Linked DNA regions of Sus scrofa: regions 1 and 3 are each linked to region 2. The links are chromatin contacts, called in public Hi-C maps. All regions are on one chromosome and are shown on one strand. Each heading gives the region's core, a stretch centred on a gene start, on an enhancer-like site or on the middle of the called end of the contact. The rest is flanking DNA. Distances are from core to core; before and after follow the strand shown. Region 1 overlaps IQGAP2 (ras GTPase-activating-like protein IQGAP2). Region 2 holds the start of IQGAP2 (ras GTPase-activating-like protein IQGAP2). Region 3 overlaps IQGAP2 (ras GTPase-activating-like protein IQGAP2).

Region 1 (4,657 bases), core at 443-2,942, 170 kb before region 2:
ATCACTTTATCCGTTAATACTTAAACATATCTCGGTAAAATATCAGCATCTTTAAAATTAATGCGAAATTGGTGTTTATTTTGGTTTGGTTTTTTTTTTCCCCTCCTACATGCCTTCCCAAATTAGCCATGAAATAGTTCTTAAAACTAGCCGCATACAAAAAGGTTTGTCTTATTTTGTTTTAAAGACCAAATGGAAAGGAGTCCCTGACTATTCACTATTAGTACTTCTTTTTTTTAAAATCACCTTGTCCCTAACCCTTTAGGGCCACAAGTTCAAGTCCCACCTGGGTACCTGATTCTTTGATGAGAACAAGGGGAACAATAAACTGTGTTGGTGGTGAAAAAAGGAGGGGGAGAGAGCCCCCACTTTTGTATTTACTGGTGCTAATAAAATGACCTCCATGAAGCAATAACAGGGGTGGGGGTGGGGAAGCCCCACAAATCCGAGATCTCTCAGCCTCAGCGCAGAAACAGAAAAATGCTTTGCTTTAAAAACTGCTGCTGCCTCAGGAGTGATTAGTAACAGGCTTCAAAGCCCAAGGACACCTCCCCCCTTTACTCCCTACAAAATCCTTATAGAAACACTAAAAGGAAAGGAAAGACCGAACTTTTGCTTTGAGCTGGAGGCCAAAACCCATTAGATCTCTGTTACCTTATAACGTGTTTGCTCCACATCATAGATCTTTTTCTCCGATACCATTTTGGGGGCAAAGAACTTGGCTAACTTTGCAAGGTAAACGCCGTTCCGAAGCCCTTCTTCCAGTTCAGTGGTTGGCGGCAATTCTTCAACTAAGCAGACTTCCATCCACCTAAAGGGATGGGAAAAAAAAAAAAAAAAAAACCTTCAAGTGACTCCAGTTGTTAACTTTGTACAAATGAAGAGACACAGAATTTTACGACCTGGGATAGAGATATTAACAAAGGCAGAAGGATGGGAAAGAGCTTTAGGGGTCCCGGATGGGAACAGAGAATTTTCTGGGTAGGACAAAGGATTCTGAATATGAGCTGAACAAGGGGACCTCAAGCCCAGAGGCACTGAACTCACTGTCACCCCGGAGCTGGCCAATTTCACCTTTAACTGGGTCTCTGCCAATTTTCTCTTGTGCCAAAGAGGAAAAAATCCACATCACATTTTGGATGGGTGGAATGAGTCTGGCTGACATTACAGAGCAGAACAGTCCCCAGTTTATGAGCCTTTCGTGGAGGACATTCTTGTAGGGGTTACGCTGTGGGGAGAGTGTCATCCAAGGCACAGAAAATCTGCAACCTGAAATGACTACCAGGAAATGTAAGAAAGCATGGAACGGGGACATCAAAATTCAGAAAGCGGATGCAGTCTTCTTTATTTTTATTTACTTACTTTTATTACTCAATGAATTTATTACATTTGTAGTTGTACAATGATCATCACAATCCAATTTTATAAGATTTCCATCCCACACCCCCAGCGCATCCCTCTGCCCCCCCCCCCCAGAATGCAGTCTTCTTTACATAAGACATATTCCTTCTGCCAGTATCAGGGACTTATTACAACACTCTTACCTTTGGGGGAAGCTATTTACTGCATTCTGAAAAAGTATCTTTTTGGGGGAAAAAAAAAAGGATCAGATTAAGACTTAGGACACTGGGCCAGCATTGGAGAAAACAAAGCACCAAGGTCAATACTGGCTCAAGGACAGGCAGTGGGATGGGAGCCAGGCCAATTCATATTTCACAATGGTCTGCTGAGAATCTGCCCAGGGCGAAGAGGGTGATGCCATTGCTATCCATTCTTGAGGAACTCGTACCTAGTGTAGGACCCAACGGGTAGGGGTGCGAACTCTCACTAACCCACCACCGAATCCTCAACTATCACTGTGAGCTCCACCCCTATCTAGCCCGTCCCCTTAGAGGATCATTAACACACAACAGCGGCTGATCCTATCAACACTGGGCAGTCCGGGAAGCCCTGAAGTATCAATAACTGATCCTGATCCAAGCCCTGGATGCTGTAAAAGGTCTGAAGTGCTTGTGGCTCTGGACAACATCTTCCAAAACCTCAAAAAGTCCCTCATCAGCACGGAGTATTTACTGATCACTTATGCAGGCAATGTGACCGAGTATACGAGAAAAACATAAACAGAAGCTCTTCCTTCAAAGAGCATTAAATGTGGAGTTCTCGTCGTGGTGCAGCAGAAACGAATCCGACTAGGAACCGTGAGGTTGAGGGATTGATCCCTGGCTTTACTCAGGGGTTTAAGGATCCAGTGTTGCTGTGAGCTGTGGCATAGGCAGGCAGCTACAGCTCCAATTCAACTCCTAGCCTGGGAGCCTCCATATGCTGTGGGTGCAGCCCTAAAGAGACCAAAAAAAAAAAAAAAAAAAAAATTAAATGTAACTGAGAAGGCAACACAGATGCACAGAAAATCCAGAGAGCCGTGTAAGAGAGGCTATTACAGCCAATGCTACGGTTAGGGCGTAAGTAGGAAAAGTTTGGGGAAAAAGGGGGGGGAGGGCACTGGAGTGAAAGGGAAAACAATGAGAAGGCAGTGGAATCTGGATTTGGTTTAAAAAGGGGGAGAAGTATTTGGAAAGCAGGGGAAGCACTAGGAGCCAGGGAGCAGGACAGACTAAACGACATCAAGGAAATGGAGCTGACACATGGGGCAAACCCAGAGGAGACTTTGGCCTTTGGGGTTCATGAGGAGAAAGGAGTAAGGCTGAGCAAAGACATGGACTCAGGCTCTGGAGGACCTGGTGCAAGAGGAGAAGTGATGCTATTTGTTGCCCTGGGAAGCCGGGAGCTCTTGGCAGCTTCACCACAGAGAAGTGACATGTGTGTTCACAGTGGTAATTAGGGAAAATTAATCTTGTGTGATGGATGCTCCCAAGACAAAGCGCTCCGCCAGCCTCTCCTATTGTGAGGAGCTAAGGGACAGACAGGATTAGACAAGAAGAAATGGGAAGAGAGGAAAGCAGGAGACATTTCAAGGAAACCAAACAAGACTTGGTGACAGCTTAGAAGGTGGGGGCAGAGGGGTCAAAGGAAAGGATATTCTCAGCCAGGAGGAGGGGCCGCGTGTGGAGGGAGCTCTCCCCACCAGGACTCAGCTTCCCACCTACTGTGTGACCCCAGGCACGTCCCCTAAGCCCTCTGTGCCTCCGTTTTCTTCTCTGTGAAAGGAGTAGGGGGTGAGCAGGATGGGTGATAAGGTCCCTCCCAGCTTGAACAACCTAGGGGGGCTGGGGGCGGGGGGCGCTGGAGAAACTGGGAGAACAAGGAACTGGTCAAATGAGATAATAAACTTGGCTTTCACATAACAAACACGAGATGAACAAGGGATATGTGGTTTACATGAGGCTTGCTTCAAATGAATACTAGAGGCTGGATACATTTTTACCAATTTAGGAAAGCAATAACAATGAAAATCAACAATAAAAATCTGGCAAAGTTAAAGCCACTGCACTGGACCAAGTTTCTAATCTAAATAAACTACAAATTACAGCATTATGCTAATTCACATTAAAACGCAATTGTTTTCAAGTAATGACCTTAATTACCTAGTCTGTCTTGCTCTCTGGCTCCTAGTGCTCCCTCTGCTTTTTACACAATAATACATAACTGCTTTATAATAACCCTATAATTGGAGGCAGATTTGTGAAGGGTGGGGAGAGGGAAATTGACCATTGGTAGTAGGAGCCCGGGGAGTTAAACTGACATTTGAGACCAAGGGAAGGGAAGCTAAAATAAAAACAGCTCTTTAGGGTATTTTAAATTTGGACTTATTTTTAAAAATATTATCACATTTATTGTTGTCTGCAATAGAGTATCTGTGCAGTTGGCTGAAAATACTGATTATTTCAAAAACGTAGGTTAATTACAGCCTACTTAAAACGTAGCCATTGCGCATACTTATGGCATCATGAAGTGCTCCAAGGCCAAGGCTATCTCTTCTTTCTTTTTATAATTCCTTTGTTCTAGAAATGTATTTAGAGATAATGAGTACCCAACAGATTGTTATTACATGAAAGATTCTGACTGCTTAAGAAAAAAGTTTTCCAAGCATCACAATTACATCATAAAATATTTTAGGACATTGCCAAAGACTTTTAAATGTAACATTTTTGCAACATTAGGCATCAATGTTTCACTATCTCAAAAGTCAAAAGAAGATGCTATTATCATCAATGATAACTAGGGTTTATTAGGCACTATTTTATGCTAGAACCTGCACTTAATACTTTATGGGGGAGTTCCCGTCGTGGCGCAGCAGAATCGAATCTGACTAGGAACCATGAGGTTGCAGGTTGGATCCCTGGCCTCGTTGCTCAGTGGGCTAAGGATCTGGTGCTGCTGTGAGCTGTGGTGTAGGTTGCAGATATGGCTCGGATCCCGCGTTGCTGTGGCTGTGGTGTAGGCTGGTGACTATAGCTCCGATTTGACTCTTAGCCTGTGAACCTCCATATGCTGTGGGTGCGTCTCTAAAAAAAGAGACTAAAAAATAAATAAATACTTATGGGGATTATCATTTAACCCTCAAGCTCACCCAGTAAGGAAAGATACTATTGGAATCACCATTTGCAGATGTTAGCCAAGGCCACACAATGGAATGGAAAGACATCAAACAGCTTCTCTGGGAATCCTCCTACACCTTTGGGGGAATGTTAACTGGGTG
Region 2 (4,125 bases), core at 896-3,395:
ACATAGCACTTGATGAAGTCAGAAAGGGTAAATGGGACTGATTGCTACAAGAGGGCACACCCCCATTACGCAAGACTCCTAAGAAAAGCTGGGTGATTATTTCCAAAGAAAATGGCCACGTGGAGTGCGCTTCCTGTTTGCCGGACCTGAACCTCATTGAGTGCTGCTCCTACAGCGCTCAAAAACCAAAGGTGTGTTCCATGAAAACTGAGCACCATCACAGAAGCCCATGCAGAGACGGATGGAAATTCTGCATCAATGCATTGCATTCACTCCAACTTTGCCCAGCACAGTGAATCAGTGAGCAACTACACACTGAACAGATCATGGTTTAAAATGTGCTACCAAAACCCGTTTTGTTAGGCATACTCACCTAGGTTCCACACTTTGTGGCCATCGTATAACCTGACACAGTGAAGCTACCATGTATTCTGGGAACTTGACACGTAAAGGACATTCACCAACCCAAGGACGCTTGACACCATTCTGGATGAACACATCCCAACCCAAGAAGCTCTGCTGTCTGTGGTTTAGCAACAGGCAAACTAAGGCTGCAAAGAGCTGGGCTGGATTAACTGTAAAATGCATTTCCCTAGAGGAGAGGCTGCAGCTGACTCCCCAGGCAGCCTCACTGCCTGACACAGTAAAGGTCACAGGGGAAAACTAACTTCCCATCTCTGATTGGGTCCATTCCAAGATTGGCGGGGAGAAAGAGGGTGCACAAGCTGACTACTCCCCTTTATTAGGCACGCCGGTGTCCCTCACCACCAGCCAGAACTACAAAACAAAACGCTGCAGTAAGTATCACCACCTTAACCCAAGCTTGTTACCCTTGCCACCAAGGCCAGCCTGGGCAAAAGATTAACCTGTGATCCATCCGTGGCCATGGGTTCACTGACAGGTCCAACCCTGTTGAGAGAGCGCGCCAACTTTCTGTTTGTTTTAAAGGAAATACTTCCTGGCACATGTTTGGTAAAGCTCTGAACTCTGCACATGAAGCCACGTGGTTGGTGCTAACCTGGCTCTATCCACTCACGATCCGCCAAAGCAACCTCTTTCCGAGGGCAGCCCCTGGCTGGGTAACAGACACCACCTCGTTCAAGTCACGCGGGCTGCATCCGGATCCCGAGGAGCCCAGCACCGCGTCCTGTCCCCGCCACAATCCTCCTGCGCGCCACACAGTCTCGGCAGAGCCAGGGGCGGGGTGACGGGGTAGGGTTGGAGAGGGGGTGGGGCGCCAGAGGTGACCCTTTCAGCTGCACCAGGAAAGGGCTCCCACCTGTGGGGCCCAAGAGGTCTTGCGGCCCAGGTGAAGTCAGAGGCAGACGGGTAGGAGGAGACGCCAGCCCTTCCAGGAAAGCCAACCTTACCACTAGCGCGGGCACGTAACTTAGGGAGCCCACCTGTAGCCACTGCAAACAAACTTTCCTCCCCTTCAGAGTCGGAAGAATCGGGTCCCTTACGCCACCCCCTGGCCCGAACCAGCAACCTGCCGGGAGCTCCGCGGGTTCCTCACCTGACACCCCTAAACCCCCAGCCTGGCGTGTACCAGGGAGCAGACCAAGCGCTGCCTCGAGCCACCGTGGGGTGTGCGGATAGAGGATTGAGGTGCCAGCTGGGGATTAGGAATTTGCGGGGAGAGCGGGAGGACGCCGCTCAACAGCCCTTGCAACTCCAGCTCCTAACTTTGCAAGCCACCCAACCGCTGCCCTCCGGTTCCCTCCGCTTCTCCAACTCCGGCCTTGCGGAGGGGGCTCCCCAAGGCCGGCGCAGCCCGACGAGCCCAGCGCACTTACAGCCATAGCGGGGTCTCTGCAGGGACGCCTGCTCCTCGTGGGGCATCCTACGCAGCTCCGGGGGCCCGCCCGGGGCGCGCCCCCCGCGGCTCCCCTCGCTAGCCAGGCTCGCCGCTCCGCGCCCCGCCGGCGCGCTCGTATCCGGCTTCTCGCTGGCCGCCCCGAGTTGGGCGCCCCGCTCTCTCGGTGTTCCCTCGTCAGCGCCCGCTGCGGCCGCCGCGCGCTGACACCCGAGCAAAAGTGAACTCTCCTCCCTCGCTTGCTCCCGGCTGCCGCCGCCGCCGCCTCCCGGACAGGTTTCCTTTCTCCTCCAGCCCGGCCCCGTTATCCACCGCGGTGGGAGCGCGCGCCGCGGCGCAGCGACCTCTACCGCGCGCGGGGCGCAGCGCCGGCCTCCTGGACCCGCCCCTACCCGGCCCGGGGGCTGCGCGGGCCCTGGGCCGGGATCCCCTGCAGCTGGGGCCGCGGGCGCCCCGCCTGATTTTTCACTTGTGGAGAGTTTAGAGGGTGGAAGTGAACCTCCGCGGAGAAGAGCAAGAAAAACCGCAGAAGACCCAGGCAGCCCCAGCCGCCCAGGGTGTTGCTCAGTTACAGGACAAACAGTGCGGTTCCTTTTCCTCCGGGGAGATTAAGCCTTGACCTTTTTTTTTCTTTTTTCGTTTTTTCCTTCACACGTTGCTTCTGACTCCTTGTCCACAAAATACAGGGTTCCCCTTTCATGACAAGAAACTGAGAGTGTGTGCTTGCTGGAGGGACAAGATAAACACTCCCCGAGCAACCACTCAAAACGCAACTGCCTGCCAGTCATCCTCTGCTCACCTTCGGCCTGCTCCCCTCCCCCAAGTACAGAACTATGGCCCAGCCCTGCTAGCTGGGGTCTCACACCACAGAAACCTTTTCTGGTCATGCTTTTAAGGAAATTAAACTGCATGTGGTAATTTTAAAATTTTTGTTTTTTTTTTTTTCGTGCAGTCACCTGGAGCTGTTTTTCTCTTTGTGCCTCAGAGTGATAAGATCTGGAGGAATGTGGGACACTTCTATACCCGTGTCCTCACCCGTTTGTCAAATGTGGAATGTGTGGGTGACCAGATGGCTGGCCAAATAAAATATCTGAGGTGGGGTTATGAGATGAGTTCATTGGAGAGAAGGTGGCATGGGGACACCAACCGGTTCTCAGTCTGCAAAGATGCAGAGCGGCCAGATGTTTTCTGTTTCGCGTGGGAGCTGCAGTTCCCAAACTTGTTGAAACTCAGATTCTGGGGCCCCACCCTCAGAGTTCTCAATTCAGTTGGTCTGGTCTGGGGCCTACGAACCTGCATTTCTAACAAGCTGCCCTGTGATGCTGACATTGCAGATGTTGGAAAATGTCTAACACAAGGCACAAGAGATCTCTGCTGGACTCAGAGGGAATGTCTTCCCATGGGAGAGCAAGGGGATTCTATCCTGCTCCTCTCTCTTTATTTTCTAGAGGCATTAGATTCTCATCTGGTTGGAGGGGTGAGTGGGGTTTTTTCCTCCCTTAAAAAAAGAAGACATCTCTTATAAGAGTAATTCAAAGGTGAATTGGCCACACTCTGAGGCACAGCAGGCTGTCAGTCAGTGTTCACCCAGATATAGGCATATAACAGAAGAATTTCCTGTGATTCCAGACATGCCAAATTGGATAGCTCAAGTTCATCTCAGTGATCCCATATATTGCATCCTGATAATTAAGCCCTTACACCTATAAATTGTCAGTATGAGGGTATGACTTAGGATTCAAATAAGTGGATAGCCTATGCACTTTGAAGTGGGAGGAAAATCACTATAAACCAAATGGTCAAGGAAGATGACAGCGTTTGAATGCATGGTTTAAGGTGGACCTTGAAAAAATGGGTAAGAGAATTAAAAAAAAAAGAAAAAGAAAGAAAAATGGGTAAGAGTTGAATGGAGAATGTCTGCTCTTGGAGGGCAGGCAAGAACAAGGGACAATAGCACGGGGCATGAGGTTGGGTGAGGGTAGGAACTTGGAAGCTGATATCAGATCACGGAGGACAATGACATCAGGCAAAGGGACTGGATGGATATATCATAGAAGCATCTGAGCGCTCTTCAAGCTTTGGGGCATGGGAGCTGCACGATGCAAGGGAGTTTAGGGAAGGGGACTCTTGCAGGTTATAGGATGGAGTGCGGCAGCTAGGAGATGCTGACACGTGGTGGAAGGGCTGTGGCAAAGGTGCAAGAGGGAAGTAAGGAGCGCTTCAGTGAGGTTGATGCCAGTGAGAATGATGAAGGGGAAGTTTTAATACAGACAAGTTGGTGCCATCAACACTTGTATAGATGTCGCCAA
Region 3 (4,108 bases), core at 1,549-4,048, 140 kb before region 2:
CCCTTTGTCACGTGAGTGTGAAGCAACAGCTGTGACTCAATCTACCCAGCAGAACACACCTCTAGTCCATCAACAGATGAATGGATTAAGAAGAGGTGGTATAGGAGTTCCCATCGTGGCACATTGGAAACGAATCCAACTAGGAACCATGAGGTTGCAGGTTCGATCCCTGGTATTGCTCATTGGGTTAAGGATGCGGCATTGCCATAAGCTGTGGTATAGGTCACAGACACGGCTCGGATCTGGTGTTGCTGTGGCTGTTTCATAGGCTAGCAGCCATAGCTCCTATTAGACCCCTAGCCTGGGAATTCCTATATGCCACTGGTGTGGTCCCAAAATGAAAAAAAAAAAAAAATCACCTCCCCAATTCACCTCCAAATGTTATCACCTCGGGCATTAGGATTTCAACATGTACATTTTGGGAGGACACAAATTTTCACATGGCAGCCATGTCCAAGGCGACCCCTACAGCAGCTTCCTTGAGTGAGATAATTTAAAGCCTCCAACTCAAATCCTCCACAAGCACCACCAAGTATTCACCTGGTCCTGAAGGAGAGGATGCATGGGAAGAAGGGCCCAGACAGTGGATGACAACTATTTACAGAGAGAGAACATTACTAACATAAACATAGAGATGAGTGGACTTTCCCCCTTATTCTTAGAATTAGAGCCAAAGCCACAGCTGAGGACAATGGGATCAAGTACCTCCTTAGAAAGCCATGCACGTGTATGTACAGACCCTGCCCCCTACTGCTTACCAAGAGGTCACTGGACGGGTCCTACTAGCTGACCACAGTCCTGCCCTCCACCCAGCCCCCAAGGAAAAGATACCTGATGGCAAAGGCAAGTTTCTATCTGCTTCTTCAACAAGTTAGGAGGATGGAAGGGGTTCGAAGAGAATCTCTAACAGAGATGGAGATACCTGCAAGAAGGGGAAGCAGGCACCCTGTCCCTTGTCTGGCTGCTGGCTGGGCTGAAGAACCCACAGGCTCACCCTGGGCTGGCACCACAGCAGAATGGAGCATGCTGGGGAGGTGAGAGAGCTTGGCATCCGTCACCTGACTGCGGGGACACCCATAAACACAGAGACTGGCACCCATTACTGTGCTAGAGATTTGAAAGATGGGAAACCCACTGGAGGAGCCCCATGCAAGCAGAGCATAAAGGGGTCCAGGTGCAGAACGCTGGGAAAGAAGATGAGAGTACATCTACTCCACGAGACCTGTGGACAGAGTGGCGGGGACTCTCATAGTTTAAATAGTCCCTTCAGAAGAAGGGTTAAGGTTAGCGGGCGGTTGGGGGGAGCCTCAGGGCTGTCACGCAGCCTCTGGCCCAGGCAGTAGGACACTTGACTCCAAGGAAGAGTTGGGAGTGTGAAGGGGGCATGGGCATCTAGCAGTGACCAGGGGAGAGCCTGTGCCCCTCTGAACAGCCCTGTGCAGAGGAGGCTGGGGGTGAACTAAGCACAGACCCAGCTGAGCCACGCATGCTGTCCACACAGATTCCCCGCAACAGAATGAGCCAGATGGGCACACCTCCTCGACATGGGATCCAACTCCTGCGTCCCTGCTCCCAATTTCCTGCCACCAAGGGAGGAGCTAGAGCTCAGAAGAGAGCAGGGAGCTTGAGTTGGAGAGGAGATTAGGAGGTTTAGAAAGATTAAGGGGGTTACCGAATAAACCCAACATAAGCTCTGGATGCAGACACTGGAAAGGGGGCTTTGACAGAGAAGAGGTGTAAGCAGTGGCCGGAGAAAATTAAAGTCATTTCATGCTCTTAACCCCATCAAATCGAGGGAGGCTCCTCAAGAAGCCAATCATACTAATAGCAGGGTTTAATACACACAAATGATAAGCACCCCCTAAATATACTGTGCGCAGCTGTAACACAGCAGGATTGCACTCTAGCTAGAGACAGGCAGAGGTCAGCGGTGGGCTCTTTGCCGGCACCCTCCAAGCAGTGGGGCTTCTGCCAAGCGCCACTGCCCTGGGAAGAGAAGGCCAGGGAACTGCACTCAAACCTTAGCCCTTTCCCTAGGTGCTGGCCCCGGGGGAGTGAATGTGTATGTACCAACCACTATGTGGCAGGCAATACACCAGGTACTTTCCCCAGCAGCTCCGCCAGGCAGAGGTGGAACCCTGGTATTACAAAGGTTACTTAATCTGAGTGTTACATCCATGATCCAAATGATGGGACCAGGACTCCAACTAAGCCTGATGTTAAACAGACTCACGCAGGGAGTTCCCCTCATGGCTCAGTGGCAACAAATCCGACTAGCATCCATGAGGATGCCAGTTCGATCCCTAGCCTTGCCCAGTGGGTTAAGGATCTGGCATTGCCATGAGCTGTGGTGTAGGACACAGATGTGGCTCAGATCTGGCATTGCTTTGTCTGTGGCACAGGCCAGCAGCTGCAGCTCCAATCTGATCCCTAGCCTGGGAACTTCCATGTGCCTCGGGTACGGCCCTAAAAAGACCAAAACAAAAAACAAAAAACAAAAAAACCCCAAAACAGACTCATTCCGGTTCTGCCGCTGCTACACCAAAGGGCAAAGAGGCATGAAAAGAACCAACCACCAAGAGGAGAAAGAACTACAAATGCCCCATGGGCAGCAGTTCATCAGCAGTTTAAAAATACAAGCATCTTAATTTACATTTTCAAATCTATAAAATCTGATGTTGTGACACGATATTATAAATATAAAAATGGAGTCAGTATGTCCCCCCTCTTCCCTATTAAGGCTCACAAAGGAACACCAGTACTGGACAAGGGCAGTCTGACCTTTAGCAGAAAGACAAAAGCACTATTGACAAAAAAAAAAAAAAAACAAAAAAAAAAAAACCTCGTTCTGAACAGAATGCACCAGAACTCAAACTTGCCAAGCTGTCTGCACTTTGGAATTTTGCAGTGTTTAATATCAACTGTCTGGAATTGGCCTTGTGGGTCTCTGAGAGAACGCTTTAATGCCATTGTTAATATCCACCTCTACAGGTAGCATTTTAGATCATCAAAATCCTTGCAAACCACTGCACTATACGCTTCTCAGGAAAGGCCTTTATTAACACGTTTTCAAAGCATTGAGCAGAGGATTTATCAGAACCAAAGTATCTCAGTAGCCAATCTGCTTGCTGGTAGAATCACTATGCAAATATCAGGGCTCTGAGTCATTGAAAATCACTGAAAGGGACTTGGTTTAGTCAGCACAAGATCTTTTTCCTAGAAATGTTAAGTTATGCTTTAAAGGTGTTCTCAGACTTTGCCCTCACGGTATCTCAAGGACAGAGCTCACCAAGTAAACTTACTTCAAACAGAAATGTTAGCACCCGACATCAGAATATCTCAAATCATCAAATTCCAAGCCACCATTCTTCCATTTGCGGTATTAGCAGGTTAAAAAAAAATTAGCAGGTGTATCTGAGTGTATGTATGAGTTATGCTTTCATTTTTCACAGTTGAAGAACTTAAAAAATTTGATAGGTCTAATGAAAACCTTATCTAGTTTTCTAAACCATTTTCTAGAGGTACAGAATAAATGAAGAAGGATCTTAACTTTTAAAATTGATATGAGAAGCTACATCACACCAATTCCTAATAGTAAAATATTTAAAAAAAAAGAAAACCTAATTCAACACCACTTGACAGGAAACTTATTCGCCCAAACTAGTGGTCTCCAAAACTACTGAAGAGAAAGCCAGTTAAATGGGTACCGATTGGTAAAAGTTAGCATTTTTTAGTTAATGTCTTCATCAAACCACAGCCAATAAAAATAAAACAATGCCTCTCCATTTCTACCATCTTTCCTATTTACCTCGTCTCAACATAATACTTATCATCCATCTGTCTTCCAACCCTCTGGTTAATTTATCCATCATCACTAGTAAGGTTAATAAGGGCTTTGAGCTACTCAAGCTGGCCCCTTGGCCTCAACCACAGGAGCCACCAGCCTTTTACTGGAACAGGCTGAGAGGAGCTTCTTGGGGACAGACTCAAGCCTTCTATCTCACAGACCCAGGGCAATCAAAAGGCAAGGGCCCCATGTTTGGTTTAAGGCTCTGCTGTCACCCTCTGCAATTCTTTTTTTTTTTTTTTTTTTTTTTGCCTTCTCCCA

Evidence for each region. Hi-C and Micro-C count contacts between places; a contact is called where the count stands out from the background.
Region 1: a contact with region 2 is called in a Hi-C map of liver, with 3 times the contacts expected there. The contact joins the enhancer-like site here to the promoter of IQGAP2 in region 2. A contact is called at or near these places in 2 of 5 promoter capture datasets (fetal liver and liver), 2 of 47 Hi-C or Micro-C datasets (liver and skeletal muscle) and 1 of 2 datasets of contacts at active chromatin or transcription factors (alveolar macrophages).
Region 3: a contact with region 2 is called in a Hi-C map of liver, with 1.9 times the contacts expected there. The contact joins the enhancer-like site here to the promoter of IQGAP2 in region 2. A contact is called at or near these places in 2 of 5 promoter capture datasets (fetal liver and liver), 6 of 47 Hi-C or Micro-C datasets (embryonic fibroblasts, fetal liver and liver) and 1 of 2 datasets of contacts at active chromatin or transcription factors (alveolar macrophages).

Annotation. Positions count from the first base shown.
Region 1 is chr2:85,458,891-85,463,547 of Sscrofa11.1, reverse strand. It overlaps IQGAP2 (ras GTPase-activating-like protein IQGAP2), which reads right to left. Exons shown (of 37, transcript XM_021084462.1): 3 at 655-811. Among named protein-coding and RNA genes, the nearest start is that of F2RL2, 81 kb to the left of the region's middle. Within about 2 kb of position 1,692, at least 10 of the 83 cell types and tissues checked have an H3K27ac peak or open chromatin away from gene starts, as enhancers often do. A contact at or near this core is called in liver, where this site is marked.
Region 2 is chr2:85,292,443-85,296,567 of Sscrofa11.1, reverse strand. IQGAP2 (ras GTPase-activating-like protein IQGAP2) reads right to left here and starts at 2,145. Exons shown (of 37, transcript XM_021084462.1): 1 at 1,797-2,145. The coding sequence starts at 1,842.
Region 3 is chr2:85,435,586-85,439,693 of Sscrofa11.1, reverse strand. The region is part of intron 2 of IQGAP2 (ras GTPase-activating-like protein IQGAP2); the gene reads right to left. Among named protein-coding and RNA genes, the nearest start is that of F2RL2, 100 kb to the left of the region's middle. Within about 2 kb of position 2,798, at least 15 of the 83 cell types and tissues checked have an H3K27ac peak or open chromatin away from gene starts, as enhancers often do. A contact at or near this core is called in fetal liver and liver, where this site is marked.